2 separate regions of the Arabidopsis thaliana genome follow, and region 2 is linked to region 1. A link is a contact called in public capture Hi-C data. All regions are on one chromosome and are shown on one strand. The core of a region is the stretch at or near the end of the contact, and the rest is flanking DNA. Distances in the headings are between cores, read along the strand shown.

What was found. Capture Hi-C pulls out chosen DNA fragments and counts their contacts.
Region 2: a contact with region 1 is called in a capture Hi-C map of seedling, with 2.3 times the contacts expected there. The contact joins the promoter of NST1 here to the promoter of AT2G44770 in region 1.

Annotation. Positions count from the first base shown.
Region 1 is chr2:18,455,882-18,460,232 of TAIR10.1, forward strand. AT2G44770 (ELMO/CED-12 family protein) reads left to right here and starts at 1,441. Exons shown (of 10, transcript NM_130042.1): 1 at 1,441-1,700; 2 at 1,887-2,020; 3 at 2,287-2,396; 4 at 2,546-2,614; 5 at 2,803-2,918; 6 at 3,001-3,055; 7 at 3,240-3,360; 8 at 3,544-3,591; 9 at 3,710-3,804; 10 at 3,904-4,351. The coding sequence starts at 1,936. The coding sequence ends at 4,005.
Region 2 is chr2:19,221,267-19,225,048 of TAIR10.1, forward strand. NST1 (NAC (No Apical Meristem) domain transcriptional regulator superfamily protein) reads right to left here and starts at 1,650. Exons shown (of 3, transcript NM_130243.3): 1 at 1,370-1,650; 2 at 772-1,058; 3 at 1-274. The coding sequence starts at 1,556.

The DNA of each region.
Region 1 (4,351 bases), core at 191-2,690:
ACAATGTATAAGGTGACTCTATAAAATATTATAAGTTTTTCTAAATGAATATATCATTAGTTGGATTACCAATTTGAATATTTTTATGAGATTTTGATTAAGTACTTGAAGTGTTACGTGAAAATATATATAGTTCATGTTTTATCATGGCAATTTTTTTAATTATGACTAACCATTATATGAATGTTTTAAAGAATAATTCTCGTTTCTATTATAAATTTTGGTATGAAATCTCTATTTATAAAAATAATGTGTATGTTTATCAACAAAAAAGAAGAAGATATGTATATGTTTTCTTGATAATACCCGTACATAGAAAGGCTATTACTTTGACTTCAAGTAAAGGTGTAGCAATTATCTATGTTCTTGCTTTTTTCCAAGCATATAAGGATAATCGTTGGAATCTAGGAAAACTTTTAACGCAACTCAACTTCAGATAACAAACGTAAATTTTAACATGGTTAAATATTCGATCTAATTTGTATATATACTTAGCGACACCAGCTTTCACTTATATAAAATTCACGAATAAAATAGTTCATATGATGGTAGCTAAATTTTCAGTACTTTAGAAAATATGAAATGCAAGTGAAGTAGAATTCAGATAACCGGCCAATTGAATAGAAAATTTGATTTAGTTGGATAGAGGAAAAGAATGTTCTGAAAAAGAGTAATGATGTGCATGTGCTCGCGAAAGTTTCCATAGTGTTGATGGTAGCGACCAGTCTTGAGTTCCATTCACGCTAAATCACGTGGACTATAAAGATTACACGTACCATAACCATAAAGCTCTATAAAGATTGCAATTCAAAAAAAAAAAAAAAAAAAAAAGAATTGTAATAGGGGCTAGTTTCTGATTTTGCTTGCTGTAAATGTAACATTTCCTCAAGTTTTGACATAGTTTTTAAAAAACCTCCTTATAGGGACATGTCACATGTGTTGGATGATTGATTAACAATCCGGTGGACCAGAAAACAATGAGTAATTATACGGAGGCCGGCTTTAGTTAAACTTCACACATCAAAATATATGGCCCATCCCTCGCCTTTTGCAATTGTCGCCGACCGGCGCGTGACGATCTACAAAATTTCGATTTTAAACTCAGAAAAATACATAATACAATATACGTCAAAATTGCATCTACTTATTCTAATGGTAGTTGAAGGAAAAAAATCAGAACTCTATGACTTGTGTTATACCATATATTACGACAAAAAAAAAGGGATTAAAAAGTCGTTGACGTTTGACTTAAGTGCCAAATTAATTAACCAATGCTTAATGACCTAACCAAAGTCACTTTTTATTTTAGTCCGGTATGACTTGTGACGGCGACGCTGAAAACGATTGAAGTACACGCGCGGGGTCCTCCAGCCTAATTGCCACCTGTACACCAGCCCTGTCCGTCGTAACTATAAAAATCTCATTTTCCTTTTTTATTTTATTTCCAAACCTCCAAACAATTAAAGAAACGGCAAAAATTTATGCTGAAATCTTTTTTTCTTCCTTATTCTCCTCTTTCGCTTGATTTCGCCGTCCGATTATCTCTATCGCCGATAAATATCCGGCGTCACTCAGTAGATCTTGAAGCTGTTGCTTTCTTGCTTTGCTCTTCGCGCAAGATTCTCTTTCTCTGTTTTCATTGAGGATTCGAAGTTGATCGCTATTTGATTCGATTGGTTTTGAGTTTTCGATCCTCGACGGTGATTGAATTCTCCTCTTTACTTTATTTTTGGTTTTTGAAGCTCGCTGTATCAATCGTGACGTTTTTTGTGATTCGCATTGTGTCTGTAGTAGTTGATCAGGTTTCCGATTGGTTTCTTATTGATTTGATTTTAAAAATTCGATTGCTGATGAAATTATCTGGTTCTGCATTTGATTGTTCGCAGGATGGAGATTTTGAAGTGAATCGGAGGAGCGAATAAGAGAAAGTGAGAGATGGATGATAGAGAAGGCTCGTTCGTAGCTGTTAGGCGGATTTCTCAGGGTCTCGAACGAGGAAGCGTTTACAATTCATCATCTGGTATTTTCATCATCTCTTAGCGTTTCATTGAGAAAAGCGTTTCTGCTTCTCTTAGTATCTAAGCTTATCTCTCTACAATTGTGGTTGATGTTAAACCTTAGTATATGGCAGATTTCGTAGTATAGAGTTGTCTATAAGCTTTGTTTCTGTGTGGTTTTATAGAGTTTTATGGATTAGAGATTTAGACTAGTGTGCCTATGCGTACTATTCCTCTGTTGAAACCACTGTAGCTCCAATAACACTGGAGTTTATTTGTTTTGTTATAGCTGAGGCTGTGCCTGGATCAGCAGCTTGGTTAGGCCGAGGTCTTTCTTGTGTTTGTGCTCAGAGAAGAGATAGTGACGCAAATTCTACGTTTGATCTAACACCTGCTCAGGTACTTGACTTTCCACTGTTCGAGTTGGAAGTTTACATTTATTGTTCCCTACATTATAAATAACGTGTTTGTCCTCTTTAGATTAGCTGCCTTACTTCTAAGTGTATCCAGGTACCTAATTACTAATACCCTATTGTTGGAATTTGCAGGAGGAATGCTTGCAGAGTTTGCAGAACCGCATTGACGTAGCTTATGATAGCACAATACCCTTGCATCAGGTACACTTTTCTTGAGGGGTTTTAAGCTTTCAGAATTTCTCATAAACAAAATTGGACTTGAACCATCATTTGAAGATGGTAGAATATTGTATCTTTTCGTCCCGTGGCCTTTTTACTGTAAGCTAGCATCATAAATTCAAATGTACCAGCTTTGATGATTACTTTGTTACTTCGTCATATGCTCTTAGGAAGCTCTAAGGGAGCTGTGGAAACTTTCCTTTCCTGAAGAAGAGCTTCATGGATTAATATCTGAGCAGTGGAAAGAGATGGGTTGGCAGGGCAAAGATCCGTCAACAGATTTTAGGTATAACACGGACTTTCCTTATCATTTATGTTACAGGTATTTCTTGCATATGTTCTCTGACTTACAGTGCATCATCTGGCAGGGGTGGTGGTTTCATATCTCTTGAAAACTTGCTGTACTTTGCCAGGAACTTTCAGGTATACCTATACACTACATATACAAACATTTCATGAAAAGAATGAGCTGATTTTCCTTTATAAATTTCACTTTCCATGCATCATAAATTATCGATCAATCAGTTATTCATGAATTCACCTCTTATAGATCTTGCTGATCCACTTATGTCACTTAGTTTAAACGGCACATGTCTATATGCTGCAGAAATCCTTCCAGGACCTTCTGAGGAAACAGGTTGGGGATCGGTCTGTGTGGGAATACCCCTTTGCTGTCGCTGGTATCAACTTAACATTCATGCTCATCCAAATGCTTGACCTTGAAGCAGGTATACAGCCACATGAATTTACTTACCTACCATGATTCATGATTGTGATAGTTGCTATTGACATCTGGAGTCATAGGATTGGGAAGCACATAACTACTATAGAATCTTCTTGCATGCATTAGGCAGATGTCTCATATTGTTCATAGTCTGTCATTCTGATGTATATACTTTTAAAATGTACAGTGAAACCGCGAACAATTGTTGGGGCAACTTTTCTGAAATTTCTTTCTGGTAATCTCTCACACAATGCTGTGGTCTTATCATAATGAAAAGCCTTTTTCCACACATGGTGCTTCAATTAGATGTGGACACTGATTTAGATAAATGTATTGGGTATTTGTGTAAGCAGAGAACGAATCTGCATTTGACCTTCTTTATTGCATTGCATTCAAGCTAATGGATCAGCAATGGCTTTCAATGCGTGCCTCATACATGGAGTTTAACGTAAGTAATAGTCGTTACAAAGCATTGACATTAGTTTGGTCATTTACATACATACATGCGATGCTGATGCTTTGTCTTGGAATATATTGGATGACATAGACGGTGATGAAATCAACAAGGAGACAGCTGGAGAGAGAGCTGATGCTGGAAGACATAATGCATCTTGAGGACTTACCCTCCTACGCTCTTCTCAATCAATAGCCCTTATGATGATATTAAATAGTAAGAAGAGTTTCTAACCTCAGGATAACACAAGGTTGCTCTACTCTCTCTCTCTCTTCACTTTTCATCTTCAACGCTTTCGGTTCTACCTCTTCGTTGACCTTTTCTTGTGTTTGGTGGTTCTAAGAAACAACTTCAACACCGAGTTGTTACTTGTTATATTAAAACAAGAAAAAGAGTGTGAGAGAGACGGGGAGAGGTTGGGATAAATCTCAATTTGGTTGCAAGGAGTGTGTAGCTAAAATGGAATTGTTTTCTAACAACGTTCAGGTTTTTTAGTTACTGTGTGGGTGATTGATCTTATTGTGTGGGGATAATAATCATT
Region 2 (3,782 bases), core at 400-2,899, 770 kb after region 1:
TTGCCTGACTGTTAGGGCTTTCGAGGTTTGGGAGTTTCATGAAAGGGTCAAGATTTAGCTCTTCTTTACAAGATCTCCCCATAAGTTCAAGAAATTGGTCGAGAGTATCCTCGTTGAAGATCTGAGATGATGTCGTCTTCGGCGTATCTCCGCCGCCGCTCAGGGAAGCTCCTCCGACGGGACTGTTTAGGGTTTTGTGAAGATTCTTCTTCTTGAAAATACGACACACCACCCATCCTTCGTCTTGTGATGCTTCCCCTATAATACTCACGACCTTAAATATTCAAAAATCAACTAAGATATATTAGCAAAGTTCATGTTTTGCACTAATCCCATTTAGGTTAAAACCAAAAAGAAAAAGAAAATTCATATTTCAGTTTCATGTGCGTCTGTATATGACAAAGGAGAAAAGAAATATTTGTGGGAAGAAGTAACTAAAACTATTATCATTAAATATTGGGAATTTAAGAAAAAAATAATAACGAAAACGAATATGTGATAGTTTTCATAATGTTATTAAAGAAAATTACGATCATACTTTGCATAAATATTGTTTTTTAAAATATATTAATTACCTTTATATATATATTAATTACATGATATTTTTTACTTGTACATCTTATCATCAGTAACAACTTTTATAATGGTCAATGAAATAATAATTAATCAAAACAAAATCGAGATTGTGATGTAAAATGAGATATTCAAAAAAGAGACCAAATCCTTTGATTGAATAACTCGTATTTAGGTTATGATGGAATTAATACATACCTCATGAACGGTGACATCCTCGGGGGAAATAATGTTGTCATCGAGTCTATATTCATGCATGATCCAATCAGATTTTTGGCCGTGAGGAGCTCGGCCTTTGTAGAAAACAAGAGTCTTTCTCATCCCAATTCTACGGCCATTGCTATATATGATCTTGTCGCGGCCAGTTGCTTTCCAAAATCCAGCCGCAGTGGCTCTGTTAGTTCTCGTTCCCGTCGGATATTTTTTGTCCTTGTGGCTAAAGAAATACCAGTCGTTTTGTGGCGTTGTTCCTATTTTACACATCTCTGCATAACGACAAAAATAATCAGAAGAAAAAAACTTAAATAGTAAATTGTATAATAACCAAACCTATGTTGGTCTTTGCAGTAACTAACTCCGAATATGAACAAACAACATCAACAACTAAGTGTAGATTCTCTGTACTCTAGTCATATTCTCGTAAAAGGATACATGAGATCACGTCATGAATCGAAAGTAGTATAGACAAGACAGCACTTTCATATATATGGAAAAATTAATAAATTCGGAAAATTGGATTATGAGAGTGTGAAAGAGAGAAAATTAATTCATAAAAAATTTCTTTATGGAAATAAACCTTGAATGTCCCAAGGCTCGAGCTTGTTGAGATCAACGTCGCGAATGACATCAAGATCGATCTCGATGCTATTAACTTTCTTCCGGAGATAATACTGCAACAGCTCTTCCTCGGTCGGATGAAACCTAAACCCAGGAGGCACTTGAGATTGTCCGTTCACTGATATGCTCATAGATTTTGACATCATCAAAGAGATTCAAGATTAACTCAAAAATCAAGCAAGAATAGAGCATGTGAGGTTTATTTAATTGTAACTATATATCATACTGAAAGTTGGAGATGAGAGAGCTAGCAGAGAATGACTCAATATATATATATATATTGTTGTATAAAAACAAGATGCATGAGGAAAACGCATGTGTCTCCTTGTACACCTTTTTTTGTTTTTCTTAATTATTAAAATTCAACTCTTATCATTAGCTTTTCCATTTGTATTCATTATTTAGTTTGAAAATTAAAATATAACCCTCCAAGAGCAATATATTAATTTCACTTGTCAATTATTAATGATTATTATTCTCTTGTTCTTTTTTCACAATTATTAGTTTCAATTTTTTTTGGCGTCTAGTTTTAAATAGTTTTGCTATTTTATTGTCATTGTAATTAGTTTAGAAATTAAAACGTGGGCCTCACTATAGTGATTTAGTTACACTTATCTTTTACAAGAACTTAAAATCATCAAATGTGACAATATCAGGCATCGTAATTATTTGTGCTAATATCAATGACATAATATCACTTGGACTATTTCAAATACGTATAATGTATGTTGTTATACATTTTTTTTAGTCTTTTCAAAGTTTAGGTTTATCTTATTCATTAATTCTTTAAACTACTAAGAACCATCGTAAACAAAATAAGTAACTTTGTGTATCTTTACATTTGCAACGAGTAAAGAATTATTGTGAAGAAAAAAAGGAAAACATAAAAAAAGTGATATATAGTTGTCGGAGAAAAAAAAGGTGATGTAGTTATCAAAAGAAAAAGAGTAGGCCCCGTAAGGCAACTAGATTGTAGGAAGCAAGCCCACATCGAACGATGACCCTTGACCTTAAAAATCTCTATAGAAAAGCTCCCTTTAAACAAATTAACAACCCACACATCGTAATAGTAATAGATTGTCTTCTTCTCTCTTTTTCTCTTCTAATTCTTGATATTTATACAAATGATATCTCTCTTTATATGCACATGCACACTGTATTTACAAAATAAAGTCGAAATAGGGTGTCTTAAAAAGTTTCCCTCCGGAAGATGTGGCTTTTTTCATCGATAAATAAACGTTTACACTACAAAAGTTTTTTTTTTTTAAACGAAAAGGTTTGATCGTTACAAAAAAACTAGTTGATGTGACAAAGAGTGTTTTTTTTTGGGATGTGACGAAAATTTATAAAAATATATTAGTAATAATGTGTATATGTTATATATGGGAAATTGTCTTCGAAAGAAAGTGGGAAATAATGCCCCAAACGGTAGATATAGTTTGGTGTTCGAGAGATGATAGAGTTGGGTAATGAGTGTTCCTGTCCCGTCTGAAATAGGATTAACAATCGATTTCACTTTTCTTAGCTAATGAAAATCTCTAGAGTTATACGTTTATTTATTTTTCAAATCTTTGCTCGATCGTTCGAGATGATTTGTAGTATGGTTAGTGCAAAACGAATGAGCCTAATTAAGGGGTGCTGTTTTTATTTTTTTAAACATTTGGTTGTTACGTTCTGTTAGAGACACTATATAAAGGTGAGACGACAGAAAGGTAACGATGACGTCAAAAACCACATAGTTTTATCATTTAGACTGTGGAATTGTATGTGTAAGTACGTGTACTTGTGTAGAAACGTAATTAAGAAAACCAAAATTAATGGAGCTAAGGAGTGTTTATGTGGTTGGAACTAAGACTTTATTTAAGATTAGTTAAGAGGCCTTTCTGCATTTGTCTAAACACAGAATCATTTTGTTGCGTTTTCGGAATTCCATGCTTTTAATCATTATTTTTTTAGTTTGATTAATGACATTGCACCCAACTTTTTTTGTGTCTTAAGTCCATGTGTTTATTGGTTGCGCTATGAAAATCCAAAGTTTCTAAGTACTATATAAAACGGGAAAACTGTAGAAATTTACAGGTCATGATTCTTTCCAGTAGCCAGTACCATGCGTTTTCTAATATATTTTGTTTGATAAAAGTTGTTTCTATTTTAAACGTAACTTTTGATTATTAAATACGGAGATAAATAGATAAACTAGTACTCAGAAAGATATATTACTTGAAGAATACATTTTTTTTAGAAATTATGTATGTGTGATTTTTTTAATTAACGTTTGGTAAAAAATAAAGTATAAGAACTAAATAAAAGAAATTTGCGTTGTCTAAAATATTCTCACTCCTCTATTATTTGTGATAAATAAATTTATAATA